Linked DNA regions of Mus musculus: all the other regions are linked to region 1. Evidence: chromatin contacts called from public Hi-C, HiChIP or PLAC-seq and Micro-C data. All regions are on one chromosome and are shown on one strand. The core of a region is the stretch at or near the end of the contact, and the rest is flanking DNA. Distances in the headings are between cores, read along the strand shown. Region 1 has its middle 9.7 kb from the start of Gm13584. Region 2 overlaps Dennd1a (DENN/MADD domain containing 1A). Region 3 overlaps Dennd1a (DENN/MADD domain containing 1A). Region 4 overlaps Dennd1a (DENN/MADD domain containing 1A).

Region 1 (6,505 bases), core at 2,909-5,408:
TCCCCTGCTTAGCATATCTCTTTGCTTCTAAACACAGTGACTGTTTTTTGACTTGACTCCACTTCAGATCAGCCAATGTCCACCAGCCAGCCCTGTGTGGCCAGCATAGCACAGCCAGGAGCATCTAATTGGCATGTGAGGACAAGTCCACAGATGTAACTCAACTCTCCTTCCAGCTGCTGAAAGGTTCAAAATTCCACATCCTTCTTCTTTGTACCCAGTACAGTGCCTGGCACATGGCAGATCCTTAATAGACATGTCCTAAAGCTGGGGCATCCAGTGTCAGAGAGCAGTCCTTACAGCATTGGAACCAGAATCTACTGCAGATTCTGGACAAACACCCACCTCTCCGAGCTTCTAGAATCTGTAATGGGGTGGTGTCAGGTAATAACACCTGCTTCATAGTTTGTGGCCCCTGTAGAGTGTAACTCACAGCCACAGCATTTTGTGGAGAGCCTGTAGCCTGGACAGGCTCTTGCCTTGGAGCAAAGGCTGTTTTGTTTGCCATCTGTCAGCTAGTACTCCTTTATGTGTCTTTGCTCCACCGAGAGAGAGGTGTGGGAGGCAGTCCCGCAGGGGCATGGCCTTGGTGGTTCTCAGATAGAGCCTGGGGGTTGGGGGTTAGGGGGCAGGGTGGGGCTTTGGGGCTGTTCCGGCAGAGAGGGTGGCTGCCTGTCTTGGAGCTATCCCAGGAGGCAAGGCCCTAGGGACTGGGGAGGGGGCGGAAGCCGGAGCAGAGGTGGGATCCGGCGGAGTGAGGAGCGCAGACATCCTGCGGGGGCGACTGCCAACAGACAGGTCAGCTCCCTAGGGAGACAAGAGCCGCAGGCATCGGAGGTGGGACCTGGGGTCCTGCCTGGGAGCGTCGCAGCCGGGCAGAGAGCGCCCCCTGGCGGTGCACCTCGGCATTGCCCCGAGTCTCTAGTTTCTCCTCTTCCTTGGTAGCCTAAGGAAGGTCTCAGGGTGAAATCCCCCAGAGACATCAGAAACAGGAGACCCTTTCCAGGCTGAGGGTACTGTCATCAGCAAACCTGGAGTGATCATGGATCATGGTTAAGTGCCTGAGTGTACCAACTTCTGCAATAGGTGAAGTGGAGAGCTGAGAGAGTGCCAAACCCAGGGCGTCTGGACTGGCACACAGATTTCCACATGTCTGCCTAACTTTTAGACCCCTTCTCCAAGCCTTTGGGCAGAGCTTTTCTGGACCCCAGTGTGAGGGACACCCCAAAAATGGGAGGGATGGAGAGCTGCAAGTTATTATCCTTGGCCTGTGGGATACTCTGCTATTAGTAGTCTCCCTGCTGAGCAGTGTGTGTGTGTGTGTGTGTGTGTGTGTGTGTGTTGCTTAGTGTGCAGGGCTGCTTGCATTTGCAGAGATGCATATGCATATACATATGATGTGTGTGTGTCCGGTGTGTGTTTCCACATCTAGGAGCATGTTTGTGATAAAGCACACCAAAGTGCAAGAGTGTTTGTATGTGTTTGGGTCCAGTGTGTTCCTGAATCTGGGCTCATCATCTGTCAAGTCGGTGTTGATTCCGGCTGACTACTCAGGTCTGTATGGGCCACAGGACACTACCTGTTCATGGCATACTGGGTGGGGGTTAGTGTATTGACGGCAAGGAGGGGTGACCACCATTATCACCTTCCACACAGCATACGGCTAGCTGATCCCCTGCCCTGCCCGAGGATCACCCTCGTCGTCCCCCTCCCCCACCTCCCTTCCATGTTTAGCACTTCAAGTTTCCTTTGAAAGATGAGAAATCAAGGTTTACAGGGTAGAGTTTAAGGACCCTTGGGCAGAGGTCACCGAGCAGATCCCTGCTCAGCCTCCAGGTCTCAGCCTGAATTCTTTCCTCTCCCAGAAGGGCCCTGGGCACCCTCTGCCCAGTCTGGAGAAGGGGTGGGGACAGGTTTCAGGGCTGGGCTCTGCAGAGAGAAGTACACAAAAGGCCCAGTGTCTGCCCTGCCTCCCTCTCCTGGCCCTGCTCTTCTTGGGGAGGTGAGGGAATGTCCATCACCAGGCTGCAGAGAGGTGTGTGACATTCCTGCTCAGCAAGGGACCAGTCTGGGTAGTGGACTCACTTGCCCACACCAGCCTTCAGATGACTCTTCATGGGTGGGATGAGGAAGCACAGCTCCTGCCTGAATTTGGGGCTCCGGCGCCAGCTCTTGGCTGGCGCTCACCCAGACCCAAAGTGCTCCAGCTTGTCCTGTTCTGAGGAGGGATAGATGAGTAATTGAGATCAGGATGATACCAACAGAATGTACTAATAGGAGCATGTTCACCGCTACTGTTTGCTGAGGCCTGACTTTGAGCCCCTGTTGGGCGCTGTATACGGGCTCTGGAAGGCTAGGAGACCCAATATTAGGGTCTCGGACAGCCTGCTTCCCAGCTCTGTGACATTTGGGCAAGTTGCTTAACATTGCTTTGCCTCAGTTTCCTCTGCTTTAAAACAACAAATTATTATATATATATATATATATATATATATATATATATATATATATATATAAATAGTCAAGCCAGGTGTGGTGGCTCATGGCTCTAATCCCAGCACGTAGGAGGCAAAGGCAGGTGGTACTCTGAGGTCAGCCTGGTCTACATTGTGAATTCCAGGCCAAGCCAGGGTTACATAGTAAGACCTTGTCTCAAAATGCGGGTAGGAGTAGAAAGGCTGGAGAGATGGTTCAGCAGTTAAAAGTACAGGCTATTATTTTTCTAGAGTTTAAGGTTCAGTACCCAGTACCCACACACAGATGAATAACCGTCTATAACTCCAGGTCCAGAAGATCCAAAGCCTAATCCTGGGCCCCTGGGCACTGCACACATGTGGTGCACATACAAGCGGGCAAAAACACCCATATATATCAAATTTTAAAAATCTTTAAAATTAAAAAAAAAGAAATTAAGTTTAACAGTAGCTCCTATTTGGGGATCTCCTTGGTGCCTTGTGGCCACCTAGATGGTAGGTCTTGTTATCTTCACTTGATGATGAAGTAACAGACTGATCTATTTGAAACAGTCTCTTAAAAAGGACTGCCCAAGCTGAGCCTTGACTCTAGCCTGATACAAAGTTTGGTCTCAAATGGTTCCTGTTTGTAGCATTGACCGGGCAGTTCCTAACTGGTTGGTACAACTCTCTGAGCCAAGAAAGGGTTTCCCCATGAATCACTTATTTGATTCTGTCCAGATCCTTAAGAAGGGTATTTAACATTACCCACATGTTGCTCTCCCTCCCTTCCTGGCTTGTGCCCCCTAGAGTACAGTATCGGAAATTCATCCACTTCTAGGTACTCTAGGTATAGGGCGCAGAGGGAACTAATGTAGACTTGTGAATGAAGGACACTGGACACCCGAGCCAGGGCAGAGATTTGAGAGAAGCCACCTGAAAAGCAAATGTCTGAGTTGGAGTGGAAGGGGCAGGTGTGACACACACCCCTACACACACACACAATCTATATCTACAGTGACACGTGCTAGTGTGCTAGACACAGTTGGGTGTGATTTAAGGGCTTTGTAGTCATCTCTTTTAATCCTCAGAATGTTTCATGTAATTCTGAAAACTTGTTTAGTACAAGTAACATCAACCTGGTTTTCCAGATAAAGAACTTTGGGTCCGAGCCCACAAGGCTACGCAGCTAGCTGAGCTGGACCGGAACTCTGGTCATCCACACGCCTTCTGCCAAAGCCAGGAGGGAACTGAGAAGTGCCCCTGCAAAACTGCGGGCCTGGCCTGGCTCTCCTTGGCTTCTAGAACCAGGAAAGGAGGCTCCAGGTGTAACTATGACGGCCCCCCACTTTCCTCTTGGCTCACTCGGGGTTCCCACAGCTCTCACCCCCGCTGCCCCAAGCAGGGCTGGGCTTGCAGCAGGATAACTGGGTCGGGCACCTAGGTCCAGGGTGAAATATCAGATGACACCTGCAGGGTGGCCTGGATTTAGATGAACCCCGAGAGCCGCTCTTGCAGCCTGGATGTAGCCCCTACTCCTCGACCGGCCGAACCCAGAGACGGAGGGTGGGGGGCGGAGAGGCGAAGGGGTGTGTGTGCTGTGGCCTGCTGAGTACCCCCTGGGGCTTCCTCAAAGCAAGCCAGGAACCGCCTACCACCGAGCCAGTGCGTTGTTTTTCCATCAACAAGCGGCTTACGTAAACTCCCCGCCGCCTCCCAGGGCTGCCAGCGCGGGGGAGGCGCCCTATCTGATCGGGTCTCAGCCAGTGTAGGGGTATCCTGCGTGCCCAGACACAGGCCACCAGCACTCAGGAGGGAGAGCAAGGTCCCCTTCCCCACACCCACTTGGGGGACCCCACCTTCATCTTGCGATTCCACTGTCCTGTCCTGCAAGGAAAACCTCTTCACCTGCCCGCAATGAAGAGCATGTCCTAGAGAGACGGCCAGATGGCCAGCCACCAGCTCACCTGCTCTGCACTCCTTCTTAGTGGGGCATGGGGGTTGGGGAGCAGATTGGTATCTGATAGTGAAGACCAGAGCAGCAATAAAAAAGAAACCCACAAAGAAAACAAAAAACGTGTTTTGTTTAGAAAACTTTTCAAAATCATAGAAAAGTCATTATAGACCATGAACATGCCCATCCTAAAGTTCCCAGTTTTTAAACTTTTGCCTCTTTCCAACCCCTTCTCCAAGGTATCTTTGAATCAAGGGCATATTATTATTCCCATTTTACAGATGGTGACGTTGAAGTTGAAGTAATTTCTCCAAAAGACCCAGGGGAGCTGGAATTAGACTTACACATCTCAGCTGAAAAACAGTTTACCCTGTGTTTTTCTTAATTTTTAGAACTACATTTGTGTGTGTGTATGTGTGTGTGTGTGTGTGTGTGTGTGTGTGTGAGAGAGAGAGAGAGAGAGAGAGAGAGAGAGAGAGAGACCCCATCTGAGTGCATATGGTGGTCAGAGGACAACTTTCCAGAGTCTGTACCTACCTCCCATCAGGTGGGGGCTAAGATGGCAAGCACCTTTATCTGCTGAGACAACTCAGCCCTCCCCACCTCTGTCCCTCCCCCTCCCCTCAACTTCCCTATCTCCCCACCACCCCCACACACCCGTACACTCACTTTGCATTTTTAAAGTTATATTCCCCTACTTCCCCCATGACTACTATACACATAGTCTATGCAGATACCCAGAGCTTTTCCTATCAGTTTCCTTATCAAGATCTTTCCACAGACACCCTTCACACAGGGCTTTTGTTCAGTGTGCACGACTCTGAGCTTTGCCATAGAGATTTTTCCATATAGGAAATTAAAAACTCCTCTGTTCCTTTAAACCAGTGTATATTATTCCACTGAATAGACAGTTGAATATGCGCCCTTCACTAGCTCCCTGTGGGTGAGGAACCAGGCTGCTTCCAGACTGTTAGCATAAGCAGAACTGTGGCAAATGATCTGCATTAGGACAGCGAACTGTGTATGTATGGGGATATTTGCATGGTGGATTCCTAGAGATGAAAATTGTGGGTTAAAGGGTATGCAGATTTTTAATTTACTCAGATATTGCCAAATCTCTCCTCCGGGAGGGTGCCCCAGTGTTCCCTCCCACTTACAATGAATGGAAATGCTTCTCTCCCACACCCGTGCCAACACAGCGTGTTATCAAACTTTCTGATCTTTGTCAATCTGTTAGATAGAAAATGGTATCTCAGAGCTGTAATCTCTTCTCTCCTGCTACAAGGGAGGTTGACCGTGTTTTCATCTGACTAAGAATCATTTACGTTTCCTTTCCTGGGAACTGTTTGTCTATCTCCTCTGCCTATCTTTTTAATTAGGTTGTCATTCCCCCCCCCCCAATACGTAGGAGCTCTTAAAATAACAGAGATAGCAGCCTTTTGTCAATAACATATGATATGTCTGTAATGTATGTGCCTTTTGACTTTGTTTATATCATTTTCTCTTGTGGAAATAGAAATAATTTTATGTGGCTAAACGTATCCATCTTTTCATTTATAGATTCAGAGTTTTGTTTGAAATTCATTTTCCAAAGGACTTCAGGAAAAAAAAAGAAAAAAGAAAGCTGACAGCGGTAGTGCAAGCTTTTAATCTTAGCATTCAGGAGGCAGAGGCAGGAGGATCACTAGAGTTCGAGGCCAGCCTGGTCTACAGAGTGAGTTTCATGGCAATCAGAGCCACACAGAGAAAACCTGTCTGGAAAAACAAAAATAAAATAAAATAAAATAAAATAAAATAAAATAAAATAAAATAAAATAAAATAAGAGTTCACCACAGGAATGGCTTTAAAAACAAATTCTCATTGTCTTTATTCCAGAGTTTGTTCTGTTGTATGGTGTGAGGCTGGGATTTGGCTATTTCTCCGTAGGTGGCTATCTGGCTTCCTCTCAACCATATATATCTTTTTTTTTTTCTTTCTAGTGGTGCAAACAAGTGGACACACACACAAATACCTGAGACTGTAGGTTCATAACCCTGCCTTTACACTTCCCAAACTGAGATCACAGGTGGTTCCAGCACACCTCTTCTTGAACTTTGT
Region 2 (6,505 bases), core at 1,890-4,389, 390 kb before region 1:
GTCATCATGAAAAACAAATAAATCCTTTCCAAACAAACCTTATCCAAGCCCAAATGGTATCTTTTTTCCTACCTCCCTACCCTCTCTTATTCACCCAGGGAAAAATCCACCATCTTCAACCAAAGCAGAGAAGCCCAGAATGCAGGAGACAGTCTGAAGGGTCTAGGTTGATGGATGGGGTTTGTGCATGGAGAAGGACAGGGGGATGCGCATGAGCAGTTGCTTCAGCTGCTCCTGTGTACAGAGCTACACATCCTGAGATCCCATTTTTCTGCTACACAAAGCAAAACCAAAGCCCACATCAGGGACCAGGGAGGAAAAAAGCCCACTTACCTCCATTAAACTTAAATGGATTCCTATGAGGTAGGGCATGGGAGCACTGTGAAGAGAAACAGAGACACACAGCTGCTTTAATGTCTGTTGCTTCCGACAGAAAATTACAGATGGTTCACTATTTAGAGAAAAGCTGTTTTAATAAACGTATGCACAGTTACATTTCCTTTCACAACAAAAATCTTAATGTGACATTTTGTTTCCAAGCCTAGAAACGTCAAAGAATTTAAAAATGCAGGCAGCACTGGGAATGGCATGGTAGCAGGAAGAGCATCAACCTTTGTGTCAGCTATCAACCCCAAACAGCAGCTAGGCAGCTTTCTGGCCTCAGTCACCTTATCTTTAAAATGGGATTCTTGGCTCAACCCCAACTACTGTTACTAGATGGAGATGAACACACACAGTACAGAGGTCCTGATACTAATGGAAACTATGGTATCAACAATTATAATGGAAAAAAGTGAAGGGTGTATAGAGAGCACAATGAAGACATACAGGTTAATGTTTGGAAAGCATCCAGCAAGCTTTTGTATGCCATGGCACACATACAGCTGAATGCCATGGCACACATTTTGCTGGGTAACTGGACAACAGAGACCTTCACTTCCTTTGCTGAGCAGAAGCAAGTCCAGAGGTTCTAAAATCCGGGCATTTTTGTATTCTCTATCTCTCTGTACATATTTATTTTTTAGGGTTCTTTTCCTTTCATTTTACACTTTTATTCCTCTCATATATTACATCCCGACTGAAGAGTCCTTTCCCTCCACTCTTCCCAGTTCCCTATCACCTCGCCTCCCCCCACCCCCCAGATCAATTCTTGTTTCTCTTCTAGGAAGGAAGGAAGGAAGGCAGGCAGGCAGGCAGGCAGGCAGGCAGGCAAAGTGGAAGCGGGAGTGGGAGCGGGAAGGGGGAAGGGGGAAGAAGGGGGAAGGGGGAAGAAGGGGGAAGAGGGGAGGGGAAGGACAAACAGATCGGGCTTCCCAAGTATATCCACTGAACATGGCCTAACAGACAGAACTGCAATAAAACCGAGCATGAACCCTCATATCATGGCTGAATGAGGCAACCCAGTAGGAGGAAAAGGGTCCAAAAAGCAAGTAAAAGAGTCAAAATACACCCCCAACTCTCATTGTTGGGAGTCCCACAAGAATTCCAAGCCATATAACTTTAAGGTGCATGTAGAGGACCTAGCTCAGACCCATCCAGAGACCCTGCTTGTCCCTTCAGTTTCTGTAAGACCCTATGAGCTCTGGTTAGTTGATTCAGTGTCTTGTGTTCTCATGGTACCCTCCTCAGCCACTCTGGCTCTAACAATTAATCCTTCCTCTCCATCTTCTGCAGGGTTCCCCTGGCTCTGCCTAATGCTTGGCTGTGTGTGGGTCTCTGCATCGCTCCCATGAGTTGCTGGATGACGTCCCTCTGATGACAATTAGGCTAGGCACCGATCTGCGAGAATATCATTAGGTATCATTTCATTGATTTTTTTTTCCCAACCCGGTAGTGTTTAGTTCTATCCTGGGTCTCTGGGCTGTCCTGCCTTTGGTTCCTGGCCATCCAAACAGTGTCAGTCATAGGCTCCCTCTCCTGGAGTGGGCCTCAAGTTGTACCAGTCATGGGCAGGCCAATCCCACAAGTTCTGCACCACCATTGCTCCAGGACAACTTGTAGACAGGACAGATTATAGGTTAAAGGTTTTACTTCTGTGTTGATGTCCCAGTTCTACTACTAGGAGCCTTGCCTGGTTATAGAAGACGGCCAGTTCTGGCTCAGTATTCCCAGTTACTAGGAGACATCACCATGGTCACTTTCGTAGATTCCAGAGTTACCGCTGCACTCATACACTCATTTATGGTGTTTCCCTCTGGTGTTAAATGTGATAGTAGTTATATGAAGTCACTTTTCCCTACTCACACAATAATCTCCATTCTACAAAGGAGAAAATTAACTAAAAGAAGGAAAACCATTTATCTAATGCCACAAAGTCAAGCAAGCAGTAAGCCCCAGCTGGCTCTGACTTGGTCCCCAGGTTGCCTTGTCTTCCTTGGGAGTAGAGGAGGAAGGGCAGGAAGCAGGGAGGACAGAAATGACTGGCAACTTTTCTGGCTGTCTTTTCAAGTATGTCACACATCCTACACAACACCAGCAGGCTTAGTTTGTAATGAAATTAGAGTCAAGACAATTGGGCTGTCCAGGTACTTTCCCTCAGGGGTAGCTTTGGAAGTCACAGTGGAGGGACAAGGATACCCCCCTGAATGCAGACCTGGGGAAACAATGAGGCAGGAGGTGACTGCAAACCAGGAACTCAGGCTGCATCTCGAAACCAGTGGGGAGGCAACTAAGTTTCTTAGACATTACATTTTTGCTTAAAAACTGCTCAAAAATCTAAAAAAAGAACACACATTGCAATTCCCTCATTACAACTCAACAAATACAATTCTTCAAGCAGAACACAAAATGTCCTTATTACTACAGATCTCAGCAATCAGGTATCATAGGAGCCTGGAAGACAGACTTAAACATTAGCTTCACAGTCTGAGAACTATTCTTCTAGACTTTGTATTTGATAATAGCCAAAGAAAAAAACTATACAAACAAACTACAGTGGAAAGAAACAGAGCTGTCTTTTCTTCTAGCATCTTCTTCCATCCTTTTTTCCCCCCTTCCAGGTACCTGCGGGGCACATGCAGCTTCTCTTTGCTTCAAGAGGCAAAGAAATGCCCTGTGATATTTTTGCCCCGAAACTGTAAACCATTAGCTTAGCTGCCAGCCACACAGATGCTCCAACTTCCCAGTGTGCCTGGCTTTGCTGCCTGAGCTTTCTCCAGTGTACACCAAAATGAATGTGTTTCTAATTAAGTAGCTTCAGGAACACGACAGCTTCAATGTCAAAAATACAAAGTCTGAACCCCGGCAGGAAGTCTTAAGACTGCAAATGTCTCATCTAGTGGAGCCTTGCCTAATGTAATGAAAGGAAGCAGGAAGAGCACAAAATTCCAGAAAAAAAAAAAAAAGACCACTCATTAATGTGTCCAGAGTATGGCCTGACACAGGGAGAAAAGCACAAGCTCACAATATTGAACTAAATCTTACTGACTTCTCGGCTCTCACATCTAAGTACATAACTGACCAGTAACCATGTGTTTCAAATAGAATTTCAGAACCAAAATCCCAACAAGTGAGTTAACAAACAGAGAAAGTCAAACAACTGTGAGAAAAAGGTGAAAATAATCCCGACAGCCAAAGCCCTGGGTGTAATTTAACCACAGGCTGTTCTTTAAAGAGGAAACATTCTCTAGAAACTGGAATATGTAGGTTTTAATGCCATGCTACTTTAGTCTGCATGCTAGCCTGACAGAATCGGGGGAGCCTTATGAAAATGACTTAAAGATACCAGAAGGGACAGAGCAGGTCTCACTCTTCGGACACAGTTGGGATGAATAATTACAGCTTCTTCCAAAAAAGCAGTTTTGCAGCCAAGCATTGTTACGCCTGCCCGATCTGTATTTAGACAACATTTAAAGCACGTGCATTCCGAATCTGATCAGTTCTGTGCTTTGCAGGAAAGCAAATCTGGACAAATACCTTCGTCTATTGTTATCATTTGCTTCCAACACCTCAAATGCTTCCCAGAATCTACATTTTTTTCTCTCTGCAAATATGTAATTACAAATTCTAAGTGGGGGTGAGAGAGAAAAGAAAAAGGAAGCCGCCTCCTTAACATTTCAACGTGGCAAGTACACAAGTGGGTAATTCTAGGTATGTTCTGAACATAATTTCTAGTCTCTATTTATCTCAGTAATTACAGCTATGTATACATTTTCTTGGAGACCTTTTTCTTTGCCTTTTTATTATATGAGGCAACCCATGATTAGGTCATCTAATATATCTACTTTTTTTTTTTTTTTGGCTCATCCTCTCTAATATTAACCTAAACTAATGGTTTCACATCTTTGAAATTAACTGCATGTATTTTATTGTTTCTCATTTTGCACACTGTCATTTTCTGTATCTACAACCACTGTGATGGTTATTTAAAAGGCTGTATAATATTCCACTCAGCAGAGTGGGCCATAATTTATTGAGTCTAATTCCTGGAATTAGACACTAAGTTGTTCCTAACTTTTCATTAATATAAGAAACACTGTAATGAAAACAAACAACTTCTGGGCTGGAGAGATGGCTCAATGGTTAAGGGCACTGACTGCTCTTCCAGAGGTCCTGAGTTCAATTCCCAGCAACACATGGTGCCTCACACCATCTGTAATAAGATCTGATGCCCTCTTCTGGTGTGTCTGAAGATAGCTACAGTGTGCTCATATGCATAAAATAAATAAATAAATAAATAAATCTTAAAAAAAAAAAAAAGAAAACCACTTCATACATGGAGTACATGAGTTCCCAGATAGAGATTACTAAACAAAGTGTTGGAATGATTGCCATTTACCTTTTGCTGTATCCTAGCCAGGTGTTTTCAAAAGGTCAGTGCCTGTTCAATGGAGATCTTTCAGGATTACTGCAAAGACTGGAGACAGTCCATAAGGTGGTCAGCACTGTTGGACACTCAGTAAGTGACTCTGAAGTCCAAAGGGGTTCTCATAGTGGCTGGCAGCCCTGGACTGACCCCCCACCCCAACCCCCACAATGGTTTCTCCTTCTTTCCTTCCTCCCTTCCTTTCCTTTCCTTTCCTTTCCTTTCCTTTCCTTTCCTTTCCTTTCCTTTCCTTTCCTTTCCTTTCCTTTCTGAAGTCCAAAGGGGTTCTCATAGTGGCTGGCAGCCCTGGACTGACCCCCCACCCCAACCCCCACAATGGTTTCTCCTTCTTTCTCCCTTTCCCTTTCCCTTTCCCTTTCCCTTTCCCTTTCCCTTTCCCTTCCCTTCCTTCCTTCCTTCCGTCTGTCCATCCTGTTGTTTGTGATGGTCTCACTGTATAGCTTAGGCTGGCTTCAAACTCATAAGAATTCTTCTGTCTCAGCCTCCTGAGTACTGGGATCATAGATGCAGGATATCATGCCTAGCTCAGACAAGGGTTTCTTGTTTATCCTAGGTCCTGATGGGCACCTGGCAGGCCACCAGTGGGAGAATATTCCATGAGTATCAGGAGATACTAACTACTATTTCCTCTGCACACCTGTCTTTTGGGTACACACTCTTGGTACCTGTGTACTCCACTCTGTTCGGTAGAGTTGCACGTCACTTTCTCACAGAGGCCCTTTCTCTTTAATATAATGGAGAAATCAGTGATTTGCTGCTTTCTGACCACTTAGAATGGGACATTTAAATGTTCCTTTCTCACCCCTAGGCATATATTAAAAGAAAAATATGGAAAAATAAATTTGGCAACTTACTCCTACAAATGTCCACACTGGGGGGCCTACTTACCTGAGTGATTTTCTTTACTTAGGTCATCAGTGTGCATGTTTCTCTAGGGTAACTGAGTAACAAAACAAAACCAAAGTCCACCACTACGAGCATCTTCCTGTCTTGTTTGCTGTTCTTTTAGAAAACACAAATACAAATGCTCTTGCCTCAGTAATGTCAACTACATTCAGCTTATATGCAACATTCACAGGTCTTTAAATTCCAAGGCAGATCTCACTGCCATTTTGAAGACAGTTTAAACAGCAATTAACACAACACATACAAAACCAACAACACTTATAATTAAATTAAAGTCTGATAATATTAGCAGTTATGACCAAGTTCGTGTATAGGCAGGCCATGACAACTGTGTAACAACTGCTATGTGCCTGACAGTGATTGTGGGATGCCATTGTTCATCTGTGAATAGCAGAATACGGGATGTCTACACTGGCTCTTTGTTCTCTGGGAATTACTGCACTACCTGACTTCCTTAGTTATATTCTGGGAGAGCGCAGCCTACTCTACTCTTTCTTCTTTCTTTCCTTCGTTGCTGGTGTCAAGGCAATGACAATATAATGACCTTTACCTGACAGGTATCTTTATTTTGAATCCTAAGGGGGAAAAGGAACTGATATTATTGAGTGACTATAATCCAGCCACTTTCATGCACTGCATACACAATTCTCAAGGCAACTCTGCAAGATAGTGCTATTATCCTCGTTCTTGCTGAGGAAACACTCTGAAAGGTGAAGTAACTTGCCAAGGTCACACAGTTTGGAAGCTCAAGCCAGGATGCACTCGCTCATGATG
Region 3 (6,505 bases), core at 2,332-4,831, 360 kb before region 1:
AAATAAGAAAATTTATGTTAAACATACAACAAAAGTTATTATTAATACAATACAGGAACTCACTCTAACTTAGAAAAAACCAAACCAAACCAAAACAGTCTGAGCATGGTGGCACTTGAGTCATAGGATGAAGTAGTATTGCCAGCCATGAGTTTGGGGTCAGTTTGGACTATATAGTGAGATCAAGGCAAGTCTGGATTATAAAGCAGAAACCCTATCTCAAACAGACAAAAGCAGGGACTGAGAGATGGCTCAGTGGGTAAAGCACTTGCCATGTTAAATGTGAGGACTAGAGTTCAAATTTCCTGATCTCACATAAAAAAGCTGGATAAGTTGGTGGCTTGCTAGTAATCTCAGTAGGCAGGAGGACGAGACAGGGAATCCTTGGGTAAACAAGATGTCTAAAACCTCAAGTGCCAGGTTCAATGAGAGACTTGGCCTCAAAATATAAAGTAGACAAAGCCACCTGGCATTATCCTTGAGCTTCTACATGCACACAAATGTATACACATTTACTTCTAAACATGCAAATCATACACACACACAAACACACACACATACACACAGAGACACACGCACGTGCACACACACACACACACACCACATACCACACACCCAATTTCTTCAAAACCCACAAAACAGAACAAACCATCAACCCCCCATAAGATAAATGGCAAAAGATATTAACAAAATACACAGAGGAAATTAATGGAAAATAGTTTCCTCTAACCAAAGATATTAAAGTTAAAACTTAATATATCATTTTACATCTATTTTTATTGCAAGATTAAAAGGTAGCACAAGCACACAGATAATACATACAAAGACACAGACAATTCTAGCAAAGGCTGTTAATGAAAGTAGTTCACTTGTATACAGATGATAACATTCAGTGTTCACAGGCCCAGCCTTCTGGGGAAACAATCTGGCAGCCCCCAATTCTTGGTGCTTATCAAAGCCTTTGACCAGAAATCCCACTGCTTAACATATATATTATTTACAAAGTCCCCATATACTTGTAGGCTGTTTCAGTAACAGGGAGCTCAAAGATGTTTGCTGCAGTATCATCTACTAGAGGGTTTATCTATTAACAACTTAAATGGCCACCAAGAGAAGAAGACTTTAGTAAATCATAGCTATATCACTACAATGGAACATAGTGCTGGCATTTTAAAGAAATGACAAAAATAAGCTTATGTGGAGATAGGCACAAAACTATTTATAATTGATCATGAGACTGTAAGAATAAATGAAATGGGCTTTGACACTGTAAAGGGACATGAATAATTAATGACGATGATGTATTACCATATGAGGGGAATGTGGCTGATTCATTTTCCTAAAATTTTCTTTAATCTTGCCGATACATCCTTCAATTAAAATTAGATGACTGCAAAGCCGTCTCGAGACGGTCTACTCACTGTACTGAGCTTGCTGCAGATGATGAGGATCCGGCGTTCATACAGCATGCTGGCGTACAGATGCAACATGTTGTTCACATCCACAGCCACAAAATATTCTGTCAGATTTCTCTAGGAAAAAGAAGAAAGCAAGGCTTGTGGCTTATTTTGTTTGTTCTTATTACGAACAGTATCTCATAAAAGCAGGAGAAAGCAAATAATCAGAAGGCATGTGCTCTTCTTCCTGTCCCACACTTTCTACCTGGAAGCCCCAGATCCACTCATGTATGAAATCATGAAATGCAAAGTTCAAAGAGGCCGTGGAGATGAGCAGCCCAAGCAACTGCATCTTTGTGTGGTGATTATGGGTTACAACTTGAGGTCGTCATACATAGCACTGTGTTTGCTTTTCATGTCATTCCAAAGGATGAGAAGCACAGGAACCCTACAATCTCAAAAACGATGAGACCAAGGCTGAGGAAGATTCTCGGAGATCAATTGATCTAATAAGCAATGAAGACAGGACTTTGCTCTCATCTTTGGACCCAAGGTCCTAGAACTTTTCCAACATATGTTGCCCTGTATCCTAGCAAAAGAAAGTGTCCAAGCTTCAGTCACTACCCAGTAGATCCTAGCACAAAGGTGGGGCATTGCCTGCCTCATCCTTACTGTTTGCATCCAGAGCATACACTTTCCAAACTGGCTCTGCTAGAATGAAAGCAATTTCAAAGACTTAAACTCCCAAATATTTCCCTTAAAAGGGAGAAGATGTAGATAAGCAGCAAGTTGTGACAATAAAATGTATTAAACAGCTTTTGTTTTTCCCTGTATCCTGGGGTTCATTCCTTTAATTAGCATTATGGATTAGAACTCTTCAGATTTCAGCAGGGAAATGGATAACATTTCATTTCTACAACCCTTTCTATGTCCACCTGACATTAATAATACACACGAATACGCTAATTTCTTTAATGTTACAGGGTTTCAATACTGCACAGTGCAACTCTCAGGAAATGAAAGGAGGGAAGGTAAGCTGTTGCCACGAGTGGCAGTTTATCACGATTAAAGATCTACAACCCATAATTTAAGTAAACCAGTAAATTTTATATGCAAAATACCATAAAGTGCTTTTCCACAATATTATGGTTAAGGATAAGAATGTGCGTTTATCTCATGATTTATTACTGTTTGACCAGAGTATTGGGCTAACCACCAAACTTCACAAATAAAGAGCAAGTGGATTGATAGCTTTTCTCCCCTACACTAACCACTCTCTTATACTGTCCCTCCTAGATATTGCTCATTCGCTATCTACCATGATGAGGCTTTACACAGGTCATCCTGCTTTAACTCTAAAACCATTCCTTGTACATAGATGTCACTTTCTCTATTTAAAGTTGTAAAACAGAAGCACAGAAAAGTGATGTAATATAACAAGGGTCACATGATAAGTGAACAGCAGAAGACTCAGTTTAGGGTTTAAATATATAATACCTTAAAGTGTAAGTTAAAATATCACATTCATAAAGTATTGAGTGTAGGGGAAAATAAGAGGAAATATATGTGCAAAGAAGAGGGACCTCACCTGCCCCTTAGGCAATTGTTGCCCTGTTTATAGCAGAATCTTTACATGCCAGGCAATGTGTGCTTTATCTATGTTCTTTCTCTTCCTCCTAATAACTTTTAGGTAGGTATTACCATGTCTCAATGGAGAAATAAAAGCTTACAAAGCCTTAGTTGTTTATAAAGATCACCCAGTTAGAAAGGGCAGAGCCAAGAGCAGGTCTCTTGAATCTAAAAGTTATCTGTTAACGGCTATACCAGTTTGCCTCCTAACAAACTCGATGAAAAAAATAAAATGAGCACTAAAGTCTGATGAAACTGGGCAAGAAGCATTTCTCTGCCCAGTGGACTGAGGAGCGCTGAGTTAATGATGTCAGGGTGGGGTTTGTTCCTGAGACAGTGACACGGCAGAGCAGTTCTCACAAACAAAAATACAAGGCCCTCAGCTGAGCATTTCAGAGAGAGCTTAAATGCTGATGAATTATATGATTTTTTTCTTTTAGAAGAAGATAGAAGTAACAAGAAAATAGAAATGAGGAGCTTAAAGAAGGCCAGAAAGCCCATTAGCACTTTTGACAGATCCAAAGATAACTCTGAAGCCACCAAAACGTGGCCTCAAGAGTCTGCCAAGAAGCTTCACGCTGAGGAGAAATATGTTACACAGCTTGCCGTCCAAATAGGGAGACACAGCGTCAGAGACAAATCCTGTGCCTTATTTTGGTGGGAGGAAAAAAAATTTACAAGGATACTTTTGTGGATGGGAAAGGGTGTGTTTTTGAAACAAAATACCACTCAACTGAGGCAGGCCCCCATTACCAGTCGAGATTGGAGGGGCTCAGGTGCTTGGTCCAAAACTCTACACAGGTATGTTAAAAATATGTAACATTTAGCCAAATTCTTTCTAAACTGTCATGTACTTTTTTTGGTATTTCTCATCCCATCTGTGCTGATCACCAAGATATTTGTGTCTAAACAGAAGCTGTCTCTCTTATCTGCTTCCTCCCCTGCCTCTTTCCTTCTGGGATGCCACCCGCCAGAGTGGGAGGGAGTGCCAACGGCCCCAACTGAGGAACTTCTTGGACAGGGGAGCACTCGCAGGGCAGAGGGGGTCCTGGCTCACTCTTAGTTTCCGACAAGTGCCTTGGAGACAGGGATCTCCCTCTTGTTGTTAAGTGTCCAATAGCTTAAGCTCCATGGCAAAGCTCAACTTCCCAGACTTGCTCTATCATTCCCACCCATCAGGCCTTTACTTCCTCTCGGAATACTCTTCTCTGTTCTAAACATGTTCATTTCTTTGAGGAGATCAGCCTTGTGTCACCTCCTCCTGGAAGGGTTCCTGGACTCCTCTGCCAAATGCTCCTTTGTGTTTCCATGGCAATTTGTCCCTATCTCATATTTAAGTATGTTTTTCTACTAGGCTGAGTACCTGTGGACAAATTACAAAGTCCAGCACTCTCGCAGTTTGATGAAAGAATAAATCCGTATGTAGAGGAAACAAGTGGTTGAAGACTACCTGTCCTTTAGCTCTGGTAAGCAGGGCATGGGTCAGTGGTCTAGCAGAGACAGTGCAGTATATTAAGAAGAAAAAGGCACCTGACAGAAACTCAGGCTGAGTCAGATAGGTGACTCAGTGCTAGTGAAAGGCCACAGAAAAAAGGACAGGATCACATTTGGGTTTCAAAAAAAGAGCTCCTTGAGGCTGGCGAGGCAGTTAAGAATACTGGCTACTCTTCCACAGGACCTAGGTTCAATTCCTAGCATCCACATGGAAGCTCACTAACTTCTGTAACTCCAGTTATAGAGGATTAGATACCCTCTTTGGGCCTCTGTGGATACCATGAACATATGTGATGCACATACTACATACATGCAAAACAGCTACACACATAAAACAAAACAAAACAAAACAAAAATCTCAAAGCCTATGACAGCAGGAAAAAAGAAGGCAAATGGGAGGACCTAGGACCTATTAACCACTTATCTTGTTACTGCCATACTCCAAGTGGAAAAGAATCCAAATGTGTAATCAGTTCAAAAGAAAACTTTACGTATATATGTTAAAACAAACAAACAAACAAAACCCTCACAAAACCACTCTTAACCACAGGATTAGACTTGGAGAGGGAAGGAAGAAAGGCTCTTTGGCACTATGGCCTCCTTGGTTCCAAGGCTCTGTGCACCACACCTTCTGTTTGTCCAAACATTTCTATTTGTTTGAATGTCAACCCTCCTTCTAAACAACCACCATTCCTGTTGAACATGGTATTTCTGCTTCCTTTTCCTCAGCATGAAACTTTGGACCACTGCAACTCTATCACGGGTAAGCCTGAGTACCTACCCCTTCATCCTGTGCCAGTTACTACCAGGTAATAATACTTCTGCCAGGAAAAGAGGACCAACCTGCTTAGAGGACTGTTTCCTGGGCTCTGCACTCTGGTCTTAGGTTTGTTTTTTTTTTTAGTGCCAGTGCATTTCTAGGCTTGAGAAAACTCCTTTCTTTGCTTGGACTTTATTATACACTGTTCACCTCTCCCATTCCCTGTATGGATGGACAGCAGTCCATCCATATGAAAGTGCCAGTCTGGCCTGAATTCAGATCCAAGGGGGACTCCAGACAGTGCAGCATGAAAGGTGAATTTTTGGAAGGTACGTGCTGCATCGTGTTCTTGAACCCCTAGCTTCTATTTTTCATCTGTACAAAAAAGACATTGGCAAAGGTCTCAATCTAGACAAAGAGGGGAGCAACACCTAGCAAACCCCATGCCCCCAAGGAGCACCTCCCAGGAGCTGTTCCTTTCTTGCTCTCTGTTTGCTCTAGCACCAGCCTAAGTGTCTGGGGGCTTCACACTCACTGTGCTCCGTGCCTGAGGTTATGAAGCAGGTGGAGGTCGGGGGTTGGGCTGGAACGAGCTGGGCCCAGGAGGGGATATCGTGTGGCTTAGAGAGAAAGCTTCTTAGGTTCAATACCATAGGGAAATGAGATAATCCTCAAACCAAAGAACCGACTCTAAGCTGGGTACTCCTTGGAGCCTTCAAAGCAGATGTTAGTCTGCCCCAGTCTGTCATTTGATTAGACTCTGAGACTCCATCTCCGTACAGGAATAAAGACTCATTGCATTCACTCTAGAGACTGATTCCTGGGTCAAAGGCTTGGTTGTGTAAATGGGTCTCAAGTCCTAAAATAATTCTTACTCAAATATTTTACAATATGACTTTTTTCTTTAAAGAGAGACAGAGTCTTGCTACATCGTTCAAACTGGTCCCCAGATCTTAAGCTTCAGGCTTCCTCCCAACTAAGTGTTCTGAGTAACTGAGAGTACACGTATGCTTTGTCATTAGGCCCAACTTTTACAATATGAAAACAGCTTAAGCTTTTAAGTAATTAAAAAAAATTAAGTTATCTTAGTGGTACCAGTGGTACCAGATTCTTATAAGGGGTTACAAATTTGGGTTCTAAAGTAATCTGCCCAAGAAAAAAATCTGCAAACTAATTTGAACAGTCAAATGAGAAAAGTGTATTACAGAACAGAAAGCAGAGCTAC
Region 4 (6,505 bases), core at 1,627-4,126, 280 kb before region 1:
TTCCACATGATAAAAGGTGAGAACCAACTCCTTTAAATTGTACAGGCTTCTACACGTACAGTGTTGTATACCCATGCCCCTCCCCCATGTATACACACTCAGTAAATATTTTTAGAGTTTTAAAATTAAGAATGGAGGCTGATACAAGGTAAGAAAATCATAACTATTAACTAGTACTGCATCCATGATGATACCTACTTGCACCATACACTAGATATGTATATACACAGATGTGTATCTCCCCTGACTTCTATGTAACAGAGGTAATGTTGCATTTTTTAAACTGGGTTTAGAAAAGGATTTAACAGAACAAAATTAAATGCAGCATGCTGTAAGAAAAGTCAGATGACTAACTTATTAGCCCCAAATCAAAAGGATATTGAAATGCAGAGTTGAGATTATTCATCAGTTCGTTTTTGTAACTATCCTACTCTGCCTTCAACATTTCTAACATTTAATTTGGCAGAAAGGTCTAGCTAAATACTTCAGCTCCTATTATAACAGTGAAGCTCAGGTCTGACCAATAAGAAATCCCCTCAAAGCAAAAATGGGCACACCACTCCAGAAATTATGAAAGAAGTGCTGCTTTCTGAAGGAGGCAGGGAAAGCTGCCTCTATCTTGATACCAAGAAGAAGTCAGTGGGGATATTCTGAAGGGACATATGCAGAGTTAACAAGGGGCAGGCAATGCCTGCATGGCAAGAAAGAGTTAGAGCTGCTGCCAGCAGGAAGTCTCTTGGACATGACAAAATCTGTTTAATGAAAAAAGAGAACATATTAAAACTATTTGGTATGTGGGCATGAATCAAACAGTACAGCATGAAAGTCCACAGATCACCTGAGGACTTGAAGCAGAGTCCCTTTAAGTGGGGAGTTAGCATTCCAGCAGCTGTCAAGAAATCCTGATCCTTCAAATGTTATAAAGAGGTAATATGAAAGAACTCTAAGGAGTCGCTGTGGCTGTGTCAGATAAGAGATTGTACTCTGTTCTGAACACCTGGAATCACTAAAGAGACATCTGCTGTCATCTGGGAATCAAGAGATTAGAGCCCAGGACCACTGGTTCAGGTCAGCTCAGAACAGCATTTCCATCTCTCCATGGCGACTATGGAGGGAAGAGTGTGACTGCAGGCTTTTCATCGGTCCCTAACATAAACTCCTCAGTGGGTCATTTTAAACTGCATTTAAAGACATTTTGAAATGAAGAGATAAAGTAAGATTAAAAAAAAAAAAACCTAGACTATGCAAGCACACTACCCCACTAGTCACTACATGCTGTATTTAATTCTAACATTGGAGAGAGTGATTGTGGATAACTTTATTATCAAGGGGCAGTTGTGTTTAGGCAGATGAAGAGTTCATGGAGGCTCACCCAGTTCATGGAAAGCAGAGCTCAACAGCTGTGGCTCTACACCTGCCAGCCTTTGCCAAGGTACCTTTTCATTTGATCACAGGACTAGTACTGCATAACCCACACAGTGGTACACAACACAGCCATTCAGAAGTTTAGTAAGACTTAAAAATTAATGTGTAAAATTAAATGCATCTTGCTCTGCAGGTGTCCTGAAAGTGATCAATTTAAGGAGAAGCAATACAGGAGCATTTTAGAATGAAGGATAACTGGTGGCAAGCAGTACCTCGACATTCTGCAGGTCACTCCAAGTCATTCTAGTAGGCTGGGGCAAGTGTCCTCCTGCATTGAAGCTGGCCTTGATCATAGACGCCAGCCTGAGCAGCAGAGGACACTGAGAAGGTATGCAGATGGTTCCCTCCAGGCCACCCTGTCTATCACCAGTCTGTGGCATGGGGGAGTAACACTTTCAGAGTTGGCCCTACTTACAAGAGAGCGGAAGAGCTCTGGCATGAGAAAAGTGGCAGTTTCAGACACTTTCCCACTCTGGGGATGAATGTAGCTATCTAAGAATGGGTGATGGGAGGACACTACACTGCACATAGACTGCATGGTTCCTTCACACACAAAAAAGTCAGAAGCAAATATTTTCTTATAAAAGATTTCATTGAATTTTCAATGAATTAAAAAATAAATTTTGCTCAAAATGTATACTTTATGGATTAGCAAGAGAAATAAGAGTAAAAAAGTTTCTGTAAGAAGTGGCTCTACAGCTTCAACACCGGGGCTAGCAGTGTATCACACTGGTTGGAAATTCTAAAGCTTACACATAAAAACTGTCTTGGTCAGAAAGACAGAAAGAAAGCACAGCTCCCTTTCAATTATTCCTCCGTTCAGTCATTCTTTCATCACTCATCCACATCAATGCCTGAACAGAGCAGGTAACAAACAAACACATGCTTGATTATTAGTAGACATTTAGTAAGTGACCTAAAATTACTTTCTTTCAAGTTTGTTTGTTTGATTTAAATTAAACCTAACTGAAGGTGTCCAGTATCTCAGCACTTACACAAACCAATAATACTAAGACCAAGGTGCTCAGAGAATGAAAGCTCTTATCTGGACCTAGCAGCTGTGGGACTTGTGCTGCTCTGGACCATGCTGGGTCTAAGCCTGGTATATGATCCTGGCTACTCCACAGAGCCCACAGAAAAAAGCACATTTTTGGCTGTCCTTTTTCTCAAGACCAGGCCAGCAATCCTTGAGAGTGGTAGGAAAGCACACATAAGGGCAAGGAAAATTACTTCTGCAATCATTGTTTTTCAGTTAGCATCTTCACAGATCTCTACTCCTGGGTCAAATTTGAGCTGATCAAGTAGAGAGTGAGCACATGGACAACACTTACCTTCAAAGAGGAAGGAACACTCACAATGCCCATTTGCTTTTAAAGGTTCCCAGATAGCAACAGTATTAAGCTCTCATCCTCAGCATTAGCAGAAAGGGTGTTCAAAGCCTTAAAAGGGAGGGGGAGTGTGGGAGCCTGCCGGCATTATGGCTGCCTTGAAAGCTGCAGACTGCTGCAGCCACAGTCCATCAGTTTCACGCCTGTGGTTTCATTTCATTCTCATTCAATTTAAATTACTAATAATCAGGAAACCTACATGACAAGACATCCATTAAAGACAACTACTAATAAAATCAAAACTAAATATCAAATTGGATCATGGTACAGCTTGCTTCTGGGTTATCATTTAAGCTTGCATACAGTGAAATCTAATACAGTGGAGGCACTGCTCCAAAGAACAAGACTAATTGCCTTTTTGAGTTCTCCCAGGGAAGTTTTGTTAACAAACAGAAGCCACTTAAGATCCTAGATGCATGCATGCTTGATGGGACAGAGAGAGAGAGATAAATGTTTATTTAAGCTCAATAAACCACAAGGCCAGCTACCTTACAATACTCACACAAGCTGTCAGTAGTAATGTATAAGCTGGCTTGCAAGTCTAGTGCAATATAACTTTGCCTGAGTGAATGAACATGACTACTCTTTTCCTTTGCCAGGCACAATTACTATCCAAATTATTCTAAGGCTAAATACTGGTTACTTCATCCATCAGGAAACTCAGCAGTGCCGCACAATGCCATGTAGAATGATTCATGGAGAGACACAAGACCTGTAGATGAGTGACTGCATGCTCTCAGATCTTGTCAAATACCTTGGGAAAGTAATGCCTCCCTTATTTGTTTTGTTTTGAGCTCTCAGTGTGAAGCCCAGGCAGTCTTGAACTTCCAGTCCTCTTGCCTCAGCTTTCTGTATTGGGATTATGGTATGAGCAACCATATCCCGGTAAGAAGTTTCTCTGGGCCTTCCTGGCATACTGAAGGACAAATGGGGATCAGATATTAAACCTGACTGTAAAATTGTTAGAGCAGAAGGCTTCCTGATAGCAACAGTAGTAGACCTACTATTTGCCTGTCCAATGAATAAAGTCTATACTATGGGCCAGATGTTGACTAGGTGATGCATATTAAACAGGGGCTCATTTTATCTGTAAAACTGCTATAAAGGATAATAATAAACCTAAGGCTTTCAAAAAGAGAGCCACTGTCCAAAATCACAGCTTCTGGGTAGGATGGAGATTCAATCCTACACAGTCTAGCAAAATCTACCTTCCTATTTTCTTCCATTAAGAAAAATATAAATATTTCTGTAAGGCTGAATTGTATCACTGACACTTCAAAATCTTAGTCCATATCATAAAAGGGGGTCATGACACCATTATATATCTAGGTCCCATTTTAATTTTGGATTTTTACATTGTTTACACTAACGTAATTTTGAGTAGCCTCATGGATGAGGGGACCACTATAGGAAGCCTTTACAGTTTCTCAGAGACTGCCTGGGGAGAACTCTAGTTGTCCACTAGCTTTTGCCAGAATACATGGTTCAGTCCTCCCTGCCTCACTTAAATGTTGGAAGTGTGTTGCTGAAATGGCCCCTGTCCCTCCAGCATGCATAGTCCAAATTTTTGCAGAGCAGCTACAGAGGCAGTTTTCTTAACAACTCTTCCATCTGGTTTTCACAGCAGCCCTTCCTCCAGAGCCCAAAGAAGTCACAGTCAGCTCCTGTTTCTCTGGGATGCTAGCTGTCTTTTCATGTTGCTGAGTATATATTATGTCTGTCTGTCAGCAGATTGGGGAATGGTCTCCATCCTGACAGATACATTTTATAAATGCCTTAAAAGCACACACACTAATGTGAAGGAAAAAAGGAAATTCTTCTGGTTTTGGACTCTGGCTATTTGCTCTTTGCAGCTGAAGGTGTCAAGGGAATGAGATTTCCCAGGTAGATGTACTAATGTAAAATGCATTAGTGTTAAGGTGGGGGCTCCCAATCCACCCAGGGCCAAAGGGTTAATATAAAATGACAGAATTTAATGACTGCTATTATGGTTGCCAAGCAACACAGAGAAGGTGTGCCATAAAGGCCTAATTAATGAATGAGGTAGCAAGAGTTTCTGTTAAGTTGGTAAGCAGTTCACAGTTCACCATTGGTTGGCTCTGCCCAGATGGTAATGTTCTTAAGCTTTCTTAGCTCCACTGAGCAGCAACAAAATAATGTGATGATAGTTGCAGTACTGGCTGAAGTCCTGACATCCTTTCCATACTCATGGCAGAAACTACAGCCTCCTGCAGGTTCATACAGGGGAAGGTATGCTTGCATTTTGTTCCTCTGATGAGCCAGACCTACCAGACCGTGACAGTGGCTCCTTTCTGTGTGCCCTTCTGCTGTGGAAACACCACAGAATAGTCAAAATTTGGGACCAAACTAGATTGCCCATAGAACTAGCTTTTTTTTTTTTTGGGGGGGGGGGTAGTAGGAAAGAAAAATACTTTTCAAAAACAAGTTCAGGTGGCAGTGAAAAGGACTCAGGACCAATAGCTAAGCTTCCCACTCCACTGAGCTCCCCACTAGTGCTACATAACATCTTGAGCTTTCCTAGACCAGAGTTCAAAGTCTGTTCTGGACTCTAAGCCTTCTTCCTCAGTCCTGTCATGAACATACTGTCACTGGTGGATGCTGATCAGGAAGATATCTGCTGTCAGGTTCAATGCAGGTATCAAAGCACAAAGCCCTTCCTTAAATAGCTATCATCTTAAATTATCTTAAATTCACTTAAAAAAATTAAAAGGAATGAGGCTTGGTTCAAATATTAAGTGAGGAAGCCAGCCCTTGAATCCTATCTGTGAAGCTTGCTCCCTATTCATTCTGCCGCATGGCCTCAGTAACAGCTACCGCTCATAATTAAAGGCTTGCCCTAATTTAATTTCCATGCTGAAAATAGACAATTACTCTGTTTTGTACTATGCCACGACTGTCAATTAAAACCACAAAGTTTCTTTGAAGAGTACATCTACTACATTTAAACATAGCTCCATAACATCATGTATTCCAACAGGAAGGTGTAATGGATTGGCAAGAGGGGAAAAACCGTTTTCTTCACCCACCAGCTAAGTCTTGAAGAAAACAAGAGAGAGACAGGGGCAAAGGGACAGAAGAGGCAGCTGTCTCAGCCTGAAATCTAAGGGAAAAGGCCCTTACTCTTCAATGGAGGAGGGGCTGTGCCTGCTGAGGGGGCAAAGGGGAGCCCCAAATGAACAAAGGTAAAGAGAAGAGTAAGAAAGATTGGTCTGAGACCAGCTAAAGTGTTCTCATTAATGGCCTGCAACTTCAAATATAATCAAAGTAGGGGCCTCAGTTCTGTCTAGCAAAGGATCAGAAGAATCGCTCTCTGATCCTTTCATTAACGGAAACCCATTCTTTTCACAAGGCCCAGCAACTACAGACAAACACTCACTTTTCTGACTATGAGGCTATTTATAATACATTCAAATGCTTTTCAGAAGAACCTTGGGAAGTCAACTTCATCACTGTCAACGTTTTCTGCTATGCTGAGCCATGATTATTTACAGATGACTCTCGCTTATCTATGGAGATGTTTGAAATCCTGTTGCCACCCAGGATTCAAGTATGCTGCTTTAGTCTGCTGTTTGAGAGCTCATACATGAGGGACACCAACAACCCAGCGTTACCTCAGGCAAAATGCAATTACAAGAAGCAGCAGCTACTATCACTTAAAAGAAAGAGCACTC

The links. A called contact is a pair of places that touch in the nucleus more often than the background predicts. HiChIP or PLAC-seq counts read pairs in DNA pulled down with a chosen protein or histone mark.
Region 2: a contact with region 1 is called in an H3K4me3 HiChIP or PLAC-seq map of forebrain, with 3 times the contacts expected there. The contact joins two enhancer-like sites. A contact is called at or near these places in 6 of 39 promoter capture datasets (the C10 cell line, the HPC-7 cell line, cranial neural crest and 3 more), 1 of 15 datasets of contacts at CTCF or cohesin (large pre-B cells), 1 of 484 Hi-C or Micro-C datasets (bone marrow-derived macrophages) and 9 of 115 datasets of contacts at active chromatin or transcription factors (craniofacial prominence, embryonic basal ganglia, embryonic forebrain and 6 more).
Region 3: a contact with region 1 is called in a Hi-C map of cerebral cortex, with 2.0 times the contacts expected there. The contact joins two enhancer-like sites. A contact is called at or near these places in 2 of 39 promoter capture datasets (the C10 cell line and the HPC-7 cell line), 3 of 15 datasets of contacts at CTCF or cohesin (the NIH/3T3 cell line, large pre-B cells and pro-B cells), 7 of 484 Hi-C or Micro-C datasets (the AML12 cell line, bone marrow-derived macrophages, brown adipocytes and 4 more) and 7 of 115 datasets of contacts at active chromatin or transcription factors (astrocytes, craniofacial prominence, embryonic basal ganglia and 3 more).
Region 4: a Micro-C map of the G1E-ER4 cell line shows a contact between it and region 1. The contact joins two enhancer-like sites. A contact is called at or near these places in 4 of 39 promoter capture datasets (the C10 cell line, cranial neural crest, pre-B cells and 1 more), 1 of 15 datasets of contacts at CTCF or cohesin (large pre-B cells), 6 of 484 Hi-C or Micro-C datasets (the G1E-ER4 cell line, bone marrow-derived macrophages, nephron progenitors and 1 more) and 6 of 115 datasets of contacts at active chromatin or transcription factors (embryonic forebrain, embryonic hindbrain, embryonic limb bud and 3 more).

What each region holds. Positions count from the first base shown.
Region 1 is chr2:38,375,268-38,381,772 of GRCm38.p6, forward strand. No RefSeq gene overlaps it. Among named protein-coding and RNA genes, the nearest start is that of Gm13584, 9.7 kb to the left of the region's middle. Within about 2 kb of position 4,159, at least 39 of the 459 cell types and tissues checked have an H3K27ac peak or open chromatin away from gene starts, as enhancers often do. A contact at or near this core is called in the G1E-ER4 cell line, cerebral cortex and forebrain, where this site is marked.
Region 2 is chr2:37,982,727-37,989,231 of GRCm38.p6, forward strand. Dennd1a (DENN/MADD domain containing 1A) reads right to left here. Exons shown (of 23, transcript NM_001362973.1): 11 at 334-379. Among named protein-coding and RNA genes, the nearest start is that of Crb2, 210 kb to the left of the region's middle. Within about 2 kb of position 3,140, at least 20 of the 459 cell types and tissues checked have an H3K27ac peak or open chromatin away from gene starts, as enhancers often do. A contact at or near this core is called in forebrain, where this site is marked.
Region 3 is chr2:38,019,935-38,026,439 of GRCm38.p6, forward strand. It overlaps Dennd1a (DENN/MADD domain containing 1A), which reads right to left. Exons shown (of 23, transcript NM_001362973.1): 9 at 1,422-1,532. Among named protein-coding and RNA genes, the nearest start is that of Crb2, 250 kb to the left of the region's middle. Within about 2 kb of position 3,582, at least 11 of the 459 cell types and tissues checked have an H3K27ac peak or open chromatin away from gene starts, as enhancers often do. A contact at or near this core is called in cerebral cortex, where this site is marked.
Region 4 is chr2:38,091,690-38,098,194 of GRCm38.p6, forward strand. All of the region lies in intron 5 of Dennd1a (DENN/MADD domain containing 1A), which reads right to left. Among named protein-coding and RNA genes, the nearest start is that of Dennd1a, 190 kb to the right of the region's middle. Within about 2 kb of position 2,877, at least 10 of the 459 cell types and tissues checked have an H3K27ac peak or open chromatin away from gene starts, as enhancers often do. A contact at or near this core is called in the G1E-ER4 cell line, where this site is marked.